Linked DNA regions of Arachis hypogaea: region 1 is linked to region 2. A link is a contact called in public Hi-C data. All regions are on one chromosome and are shown on one strand. Each heading gives the region's core, a stretch centred on a gene start, on an enhancer-like site or on the middle of the called end of the contact. The rest is flanking DNA. Distances are from core to core; before and after follow the strand shown. Region 1 has its middle 11 kb from the start of LOC140182987. Region 2 holds the start of LOC112783601.

What was found. A called contact is a pair of places that touch in the nucleus more often than the background predicts.
Region 1: a Hi-C map of an unstated tissue shows a contact between it and region 2, with 3 times the contacts expected there. The contact joins the enhancer-like site here to the promoter of LOC112783601 in region 2. A contact is called at or near these places in 2 of 8 Hi-C or Micro-C datasets (leaf and an unstated tissue).

The regions. Positions count from the first base shown.
Region 1 is chr20:18,344,596-18,349,850 of arahy.Tifrunner.gnm2.J5K5, reverse strand. No RefSeq gene overlaps it. Among protein-coding and RNA genes, the nearest start is that of LOC140182987, 11 kb to the left of the region's middle. Within about 2 kb of position 1,865, at least 2 of the 3 cell types and tissues checked have open chromatin away from gene starts, as enhancers often do.
Region 2 is chr20:18,024,691-18,029,715 of arahy.Tifrunner.gnm2.J5K5, reverse strand. It overlaps LOC112783601, which reads right to left and starts at 3,723. Exons shown (of 4, transcript XM_072229221.1): 1 at 2,821-3,723; 2 at 2,434-2,556; 3 at 1,802-1,961; 4 at 1,377-1,558. The coding sequence starts at 3,572. The coding sequence ends at 2,502. It overlaps LOC112783600 (ATP-dependent RNA helicase DEAH12, chloroplastic), which reads left to right. Exons shown (of 3, transcript XM_025826619.3): 3 at 1-203.

The DNA.
Region 1 (5,255 bases), core at 616-3,115, 320 kb before region 2:
ATTGACAAAAGATAAGGACAATAAGAACGAACAACAAGATTCAGGACAACAAGATTCGTTTATAATTTACCTTTACCACTATTCAGTACTCGCTAGTAACTAGTAAAAAACATCTCCTAGAACTTGAGATTTTGGGTTAATCCTATCTATCACAGAACAACTAGATATGGACAGAAACAAAAAAGAGTTCATGAAAGATCCTAATACTGGGCTCTGTCTGAACCAACACAGCCCTACTAACATCCATGGTGTTTGCATCCTTGGACACCACTCTCGGAGCCGGGCGTCTGACTCCAAGAATTGCAATCTATCTCAAGAATTAAAAACAATATAGTAATTGAATTGAGAGAATCACCGGGGTGAGAAACATTTTTGCTTCGAAACACTAGGTACTCAATGTGAATATAACAGAACCATAATGCCTACAATTAATACAGTTACACGGCATAAAAAAAATTTGAGGAAGTCATACTTTAGTGCTTCCAAATACATTTGTAACTAGTTCAAAATCTTTCCAAGGAATTACGCAATTACAGTGAATAGATTATCAATGCCAAAAAATAAAACACAACTATGGAGACATGAATGACTTGACACAAAAAAAATAGCAGCACACAGAAATTCAAAATCTTATACATTTAACAACCAAAACGAAATAAAAATGAAGAAACTAACTCACCTATTCTAGCAGATCGAGTGTGCAGGCAGCAAGGCGAGGCAAGGTGCGGCGAGGTGAGGCGAGGCAAGGTGCGGCGAGGTGAGGCGAGGCACGCCAAGTGGCGGACAAGACTTCGACAGATCAATCAGTGCAGATCCTCAGAGACCGATGGACCAACGGACGTTATAGATGAAGATGACGGATCGACGGCTGTGGATTAAGACGACAGGCCGACGGATGAGAACGCACCGCACACGATTTTCAGGGAGGAAATTAGGGGTTGGTTAGGGTTTTTTTTCCTTTGGGACAAAATGCCAAGGAATTTTTGGGTATTTTGAAGAAATAGAATATGTCCAATTAGTATACCTAATCCAAAGAAGACGTTATTCTCACGGTAGAGACTTAATTAAAAAAAATTAATGTATAGGGACCCAATTGAAAAGAAAAAAAGTATAGGGATCTAATTAAAAATTTGATGAAACTATAAGGATCAGCAAAATAATTAAACCTTTTTAAAATTTCAAATGCCTTTTTGTCATTATTTTGGATTATAAAAAATGATAGTCGGAGTGTACTATGTTCCCATTTATGAACTTGCCAATTCATAATTGTTGCTATCGATTTGTTTTGATCATTTGGTTATTAGGAAAAAATTCATATTTATTTTGATGGTGGCAGATGAAGGGCAAGTCCTCTTGTAGACTGTAGTAGTGGTTGTGGTTGGCCATGAAGGAGAGTAGACCATAGCACGACGGTGGAAGAAAAAAAGGAAATGAATTTGACAACAAAAATTCAAATTGGGACAAATACTATGCTTAAGGTATTTGGAGGATGTGTATAAAAGATTGAAAGTTGAAAAAATATGTCACAAAAAATAAGTGTTTCACTGTATGGATTATTAATGAAAACTACTGCAATGGAAATATAATGGGGTGGTGCAGTGGGTAGTAACTTAGAAGAGAAAGAATATAAGATAAATTAGTAATTTTATAAAAAGTTAACGATTGACTTAATTTTAAAGTCACTTTGTCATACCAAACATATACTTGAGGGTTTATTTTGTCCAAAAAAAAAAATTTGTTTTATTAAAATCAGAATTTTCCAGCTGCTAAAATAGTTATTTTTTTTTTTAAATGTGTAAAAACGATGTAAACCCTCTGGACATAATATCACTCTGCACTTCATGGAAAAGTTCGGAAGTTAGTGGAGTCCTATCAATGGGCCTGGGCCTTTCAACTCTAGCTATTTTGTATATTAGGCCTTATCTTAATGTTCCTACCACCAAAAAGGTGCATTCTTTGTGGGCTCAACTTATATAAGGGCTGGGCATTTCTTAATTCATAAAATCCAATACCCCTCCCCATCTCAAAGGTCTCAGGTTCGAGCTGCAACCGAAAAGAAAAAATTGATAAGTATATGAGGACTGAGGAGTGTGTGGGTGTGTATTGTGTACTTAGAATTGGGAGTTGTCTAATCCACCGAACAAAAAAAATCCAATATTCCTATATATATGACAAATGGAGATTGTGTTAAAACACTAACAAAAATAAATTAAAATAAAAACTAAAAGAACTAACAATTCTTATATTTTCGCTCCAAATAATATTCTCCATTTGAAAATATTTAGAATGTAGAGTAAACTATTATTTTTAATAATATAAATTTAAGAGTTTAATTTTGATATACTGATAGTGTAAAACATTTTATTTAGTCGATCAATTATATATATCTGTTCTTTTATAATTATTTACGCAGGCAATATAAAATATACTTATTTTTGCTGACATGACATTACATAATTAAATACACATGTAAAATTGTTTTATACTGACAATGTATCAAAATTAAATTCATAAATTTAAATAATTAATTATAATAATGAAAGATATAAACTAACTCGATAATTATAAAAAATTAGGTTATTTTGACAAAATAAACTACTCAAAATGTTCTAACACAAAAACAATCTAACAAACTATCCGTTTTAGGTAATTTTGTTGAATGAATTCAAATTTTGATGAGTACCAAATTAATTTATATTTTTCATGGTTAAAACTAATAACTATATAAAAATGATGATAACGTTTTAAGCGAAAAATAAATAATATTATCATTACCATGGGATATCCTAAAAGAGTGAAGTCCAGTACTTGTTTGCATGTAATATTGTAATAACGCATACTGACGCATAAAAAGAGTAACTATCATGCATCTTAAGCTCTCAAGCTCAAGCAAAAGAGTCTTTAATTATGCTACAAAGTAGGTTTCCTTTATCAATCACGCTATATTTACACTAAAACATCAGCCATTAGTTTAGCCACACAGATAAAATATATATTAAAATATAAATACATAACATTTAATTTGGTAATTAATTAATTTTTTGTGTGTATATAATATTTTTATTTCTTGATATATAATCAGAAAAGAATAAATTCATGTTTGATCATCTGATTTTCTCTAAATAATTTATTTTCTTTAATATTTTTCTTATGTCTTTGTTTTGTTATATTCATCATCCTTGTTATATGCCCCAAGAGAGTACGCTGACTTATTCGAACTTATGCAGACTAGATTAGTTTTAGGTATGGAGGTTTCATTTGGATTTTCTTAGGATTGAGTAGATTTTTATAGTGGTCTCTGAAATTTGTATTATTATTTATCAATTTAGTTTTTTAGATTTTAATTTTATTATAGTAATTATTCAGATTGAGCTCTAGGCACCATAATGATCTTTGAACTTTTTCTGGTGTTGAATTAACTGTGTAGTAATGATGTGGCACTCCATTGTCACGCTAGAACCTTCTCTTTATATAATCCTAATTCATTCCCATACATTACAAGAAAAAAGGCCTATGGTTACGCTTTTTTTTTGCTACATTTTAAAAACGTGGCCAAAAGTGGTCTATGGCCACGCTTATGTGTGGGTGGCGTTTGAATAGAGATTGGCCACGCTTTTTTTGCTACGCTTTAAAAGCGTGGCGAAAAGGGTCAATGGCCACGCTTTTATGAGGGTGGCAGTTGATGCGAGATTAAGCCACGTTTTTTTGTGCCACGCTTATAAAGCGTAGCCATAGAGAGATTTCGGCACTCTTTTAAAGCGTGGCAACAGGAATTTATTATTGTGAGGTTTCAGAAGCGTAGCCTTTTCCTACAAGCCTTTTGGCACGCTTCAAAAGCGTGGCCAAAAGGTTCCCTCAGAAAAAAAAAAAAGAAGCTCGAATTACACAAAAACGCTCCAAATAGAGATCAATTCTTCGCTCGTGATTCAAAGACTTGGAGAAAAAAAGCCCTAGCTAACTTCTTCTTTGTGCCCTGCCCTAACTCCTCCTTCGAAAGCCCCAATGGCGACCACCAATCTCCGTTTTGCCTCACCGCTGCCCCCTCCGAAAGCCCTAGCTAACCCTTCTTCATTGTGCTCGCCTTAACCCCTGCCCTCACCGCGACGACAACACTCCAACGAAGAACGACGAAGCCCTAACATCTGACGAGGTGGAAAAGCGCCAGTTCCAGCTTTGAAAAAGGCTGTAGGTTTCTCCTCCTTTTGTTTTTCTGCAGTCAGATTCATGAGGATGACTATAAGTTTTCATTCTTTTTTTATTATTATTTATTGTTTTGATTCTCATGCATTTCTTCAGGAGAAGGTGAGGAACCTGTTATTCGAGAACCATCCTAAGCAGTTCGGGATCAGAGGAGCAGAGGAAGAAGAGGATCCTCAAGCAAAGGTTGAAGGCTCCACCAGCTTTGAACCAGTTCACCAAGACCCTTGACAAGAACCTAGGTGCGTAAATAATTATCTCCATTTTGTTTCATTTGCCCTGTTTTATGTTTGTGTAATGCTTCAAGTGTAGTAATATTTCTCTCTTTTGGCAATTAGATGATGCTTGTGATCACTTTATTTTTCTATCTAACTGCATTTAACTTCCTCTTTGCAATTTCACCTTTTGGAAATGATATCAGTTTCAGAAAAGGAAAGGGAAGCTTGAAAGCTAAACATATATATGGTGAATGTATTGAAGTTGTAGCTTCATTTTCTGAGAGAAAGAGTGCATCCTGTTGATCTTGTTGGTGGTGTTGTTTGAGTGAAATTTTAAGAATTCAATAGACTTCTCAAAGTTTTATAAAAACTATTTTTCACTATTTTTGGATGTCTAGATTGAGAGCAGAAATTTATGAAAATTATTGCAATTTCTACAATAAATACTGTTGAATTCAGTTCAAACTCTAAATGATCATTTTGAGTTTTAGATACTTCTAACTCTTATTAACTCTTGATTCTACCTTATTTTAGTTACTTAAACTTGTCTAGCTTAGTGTCACAGCCCCAAGAGCTAAGCTCTTGCCATTATCAAAAGCTAAACATATATATTAGTTTCACTATGATGCATTATTCTTTCATTACTTATATGCCAAAACTTTAGTGTGTTTGATGTACTATCTTGCTGTCACTTTAAATAAGAATTGAACGCATATAGAGTTATTAGTCAAGAGCATTTTTTTCTACTTTAATAACTCATTTGGATATTAATTACCGCAGCTTAATAATGATTTTCTATTGGCTCACTGTATCTTCGTTTTGGTTATTTTAAATTGGTTT
Region 2 (5,025 bases), core at 2,474-4,973:
AGCTTACTTTAACTTCTTCGAATGTAAATAATAGTGTTCAGTTACCAGAGCTAAACGGTAGAAGCTTCACTTTCCTTGTTCGTCGGCTTCTGTATAACGTAATAATGATGTCATTTAGCTCTAAAACAGTTCAATTGGACCGTTAGATGGCTTTACCTAAGCAATCTAGAATTACAGTTGAGTAAAGATCTATTTTCTTAGTAGATACTCCTAAACGTTTTCTTAATTTTTCATGTAGTATTTACTATTTAGTAAGATGTTTGAAAATATCTTGGATATTATATCATTACTCTCAACAGGTTTATATGAACACAAACACAGAGCACAACTCTTGTTTGGCATCTGAGAACAGTTTTGAGTAACGCAGAGTGCTAAGATTATTGTTTGGCACATCAGTTTTAAGTATATGAACGCAGATAGGGAATGTGTAAATGTCCAATTTGGTTTTCCAAATTCAAAATGTTCATCAATTAAATCTTTGACTTTCGTAAATGACCAATTTCCTCTCTTAAATTGAAAAATGTGAATTCTCGTTCGTCTCAGTGAATTGCCGTCTTAACAGTGCTGATGTGTACTGTTAATTGCTAACTTAGGCATTCTAACTGTACACTAATGTGGACAAAGATTGAGCATGGTTCAAATTGGTGTCCTGATTTGTTTTCTAATGCCCAAATCAATCCATCTTGAATTATAAAACCTTAACCCCCTATCCCAATTTTCATCATCTCTTCTCTTCTGTTCTTCGTCTTCTTTTATCTGCTGCATGAGAAACCTTTGATCTTCTTGGAGTCCTTTCCCTTCTCTTCATCAACTTCCTCAACATCACCTTCATCCTCCTTCTTTGGTTCATCGTGGTCTTCTCAGTCCAATAACAAATGAATTATGAATGCTTCTTTACAACAAAGATTGAAGAATTTGTATCATTCTCTGGTTCAGCAAGGCGTTAGATGGTAAGTCATCTACACAATCACCTGAATAAGTTTCTTCCTCCTCTCGGATGGCAAAACAGCAAGTGACAATGAACACAAAAGTTTTGATTCCAAGTTTTCATCAAACAAGAGCCACAAGAGCCAAAATTCCAAGCTTTCACGGGAAAAGATGTATTCACTTAAAAGTCGATCCTTTTATTAGGCCATTTTTCTTTGTCTTTTTCAGTTTAATTTTAATTTAGGGTGTAAGAAAACACTATTAGTGCATTTTTTTTTGGCTGAAACCTAGCAAGAAATATACTTGGATTCTCTAATATTCACTTTATAATATTCATTAGTTATTAAGAAATCTGAAATTATCACTTGTTATAAACGAGTTTGGATTAAAGACAATAGAATACATGCAAACACGTGCTAGAATTGAAATGATAGAAAGGTCCCTAGTACTGGTCAAAATATTCATTTGTATAAATAAAATTCAAATAACTTGACAATTACATTGATCAGATAGGCGCTTACACAAAACAAGGCACTAGAGAGTAAACTTGTATTTTGAACTGAGCTATCACTGATGCCTCAATTGCAACATTATACTTGACAATTTCATGCTTTTCGTTGGCTTCCCAGAACTACATTGATGTTGGTGGAGGGATTCAGAGTATCAAAGCTTATGATTTTTTCAAAGCAATATTCAAGTCCAAGCCTTCGAACTTCGAAGTGCCTGAACTACATGACTATGGTTTGCATTTGTAAAAATATGAAAATGGTAAATAAAGAAAACTTCATCATTGTTTATCTATAATTAATTATCTACCTCCTTATACTCATATTACTTTGAACAACAGTACACTGGAAAATAGAGAGAAACTTACCATTTTCCTTCTGAAATTCAGTGAGAGGAAATTGAGAAGGAGCTGTTATTATGTTTCTCAATGATAGCCTTTCAAGAACCATCCAATCAACAATATCAGCAGCCACTCTTTGATATAGCTTCAAGTTTATCACCTTCAGTTGCTTGCACTTTACTATGGCCTGTTTTGACCACAATGATTGTTTAACTGCTTTAGCCTAAAAGCACTCTTTCAGATTGCAGAAAGTGAAACATCACTAATCATTAACCCAAATAAGTTCAACACAAACAATGTAAGATCTTTATACCCAAACTCAAAATGAAATCGACTCACTCTACAATAAGCTAAGCTCAGATCATTAATCCTATGACATCTCTTAAAAGACTTCAACAACAACAACTTCTTCTAAAATGCTTTGGCAATAGCTCAAGTATATGATCTCTAGATTGGGTCTAGTGGAAGTAATCATTTGATTGTTTCATCCGTCAACCACTCGTTGCGAGCCAAACATAGATTCTTCACAGCCAAACCTCTTACCCTAAACATCTTCGTATCATATAGAATACCAAACGTAAAACCATATTCAATACCAAAGAAAACATCAAACTTCTGAACAAATAGAAATCAAAATGGGGCTAAGGTCTCTGTATTACCTGATCCTCCTTGAGGAAGAGGGTGATTTTGGTTCCTCCCACGAGTTGCTTCCGACTGGTATCCCTAGTCACAGTGAATAATCTACCAACCTTCCTTTTTGAAATGTACAGCACACATCAGCACTGTTAAGACGGCAATTTATTTAGGAATGAACGTGAATTCACATTTTTTAATTTAAGGGACGTAATTGGTCATTTACGAAAGTCAGAGACTTAATTGATGCATAGTTTAAATTTTGGGGACCAAATTGGGGATTTAATCAATAGGGAATGCTTAACCGTTGTTTAGAACATTATTTATTGATTCGTGAGTCAAAAATATTTGTTTACTAGTTGCATGTGCAATCATTATATAGAAACAACTTCAATAGAAGTTGGCGAGTTTACAAGAAGTATTTGCAAGCAAGAACAGTGGTCACTCCAATCCCCAAAGTAAGAGCCAAAGCCAGAACAAATTTTACATTTGACCTTTCTCCATCAGAGCCATCTTCCATCGATGATGATCCTATTGTGTCAGCGCAACAATTTACAAGTTTCTTCTCTGGCCACAGCAATCGCAAGTGCAAAACTTGAAGCTCAAGCAATCTCACCTGCTGCCTATACGCGAACAACTGCATAGCCTCCTCCACCAGAGCCACTGAAAGACCATCCCTTTCTTTCCTCAGAACTGCAGCCTTCTTCTCCGCTTCCCTGGCACGAGTCTGCGAAGCTCGCAGGGCCTTCAGAAGTTCAATTTTATCTCTATCATCGCCACCACCGTTTTCACCCCCATAAGTACCATAATGTCTTCCATCCCGTTGTTCTTCCTCTCCTTCTTTACCCACAGCATCACAGGCCCGATTCATCGGAAACACAATGGTCTCATCCGGTCCAACAAAAACCTTGGAAGGTGGGGGAAGATCACAGTTCTGCATAAGGTCAATCCCTGCATATTTGTGATGAGAAGAAACTGTGAAAGCCGTAATAATCTCTTTCCTTGTTCTTTGATCAATCTTCTTTTCTTGGCCCCCCATTAGAAAAAAATCCAATCTTGAAGAAGAGGAGGTTAAAGTGGGGGAAAGGGCAGTTACAGGGTTAATTTTTCTAAAATGTAACTGAAAATGGGAGAGTTTTGGGTATGAAAGGAAGGGGAAAAACATGCAGTTGCGTGGAAGGAAAAAGTAGTTGGGTTTGTGAAGTTGGTTGTTGAGAGGGAAAACTGAAAACTGGAAAAGTGTGAATCAAAAGCGACAGTAATTTTGTTAATTTTAGGAATTTGGATTGCTGTGCAAGTTTGCGTCATATTTTTGAGTTTGAAAAATTCGTTGCTTGCGCGTTTGGTCCATCTCCAATTATATGAAAATTGCAACTTGCCCTCACTCCTTGAAGGAAAAGATTCCTATGTTAATGTCTTGTGAATTACAGAATTTCTTAGATATTTGTATATGTAGTATTGTCAAGTGTATTATATTCAATTATTCACAACTAATGAAAAAAGACATGCGACTATCTTCTTGTCACTGTTGCAATAATTATTATTTTTTTCTATTAATTTGAGATACGCGAATCTTAATTTAGTTTTTAAAGTTTTAATTGTTTAATCTTTAAATTTTATGAACATAATTTATGTTAGTCTCTGAAATAATTTTTAATATATAAATATTAATAAAATGTTGACTTAAATGGTCAAATATTATGCTAAATTCTGTAAAATGATATCAACTTAGTTTTGGTATTCAAATAGCAAAAAAAAAAAAAAATATATCATAAATGATGTTTATTGAATTTTTTTTTCTAAAACAAATAATACAATATCATTTTACGACTATTTGAGTGCCAAAACAAAAATAGTATCATTTTATAAGTTACATCTAATGACTTATATCAGTGCTTTATTAACGTATTTATGTGTCAAAAATTATTCAAAAAATATGTGAATCACACCTGCAAAATTTTAGAATTAAATAAAGATAATTAAAATTTTAAAGATTAAATTAAAATTTATAAATTATTTCAAAAATCAAATTAAATATTAAATCTATTAATTATATAAAAATATGCTTAAGAATCCGAAACTTTCTCTATATTAATGCCACTATGCTTTTCCTTTATTATCGGTAAATACTCCTGTATTTTTTTTTAAACTAGAGGATAAATGACACTCTTTCGTATATTATTATATATATTTGTTTTACACACTTTTAATACATAAAATAATTATATAATTAATCAATCCAACATATTAAAAAGTTGGATAAAAATAAGGTTTTAAAATACATATTAAATATATTTTAAGATGATGTAAGTATTTCTCAAATTTTATAATTGCATAAGAATAAATTCTATGACAAGATACTTATTTAAAAAATTATTCAAATATGATATTTTAGATTAAAATTGTTAGAATATAATTAGGATCAATTAAGATCAATTAGTATTATTTAGTATATCTGAATATTTATTATAGGAGATTACGTCTTTATTATTTCGATTTTCTTAGCACCTATAAATATCATTCTATATTGTATCATTTTAGACAACTTGAATAGACAACTTGAATACTTACAAATCCTTCCTCCAGTTTAGTATATTGTTTATAACATGGTATCAGAG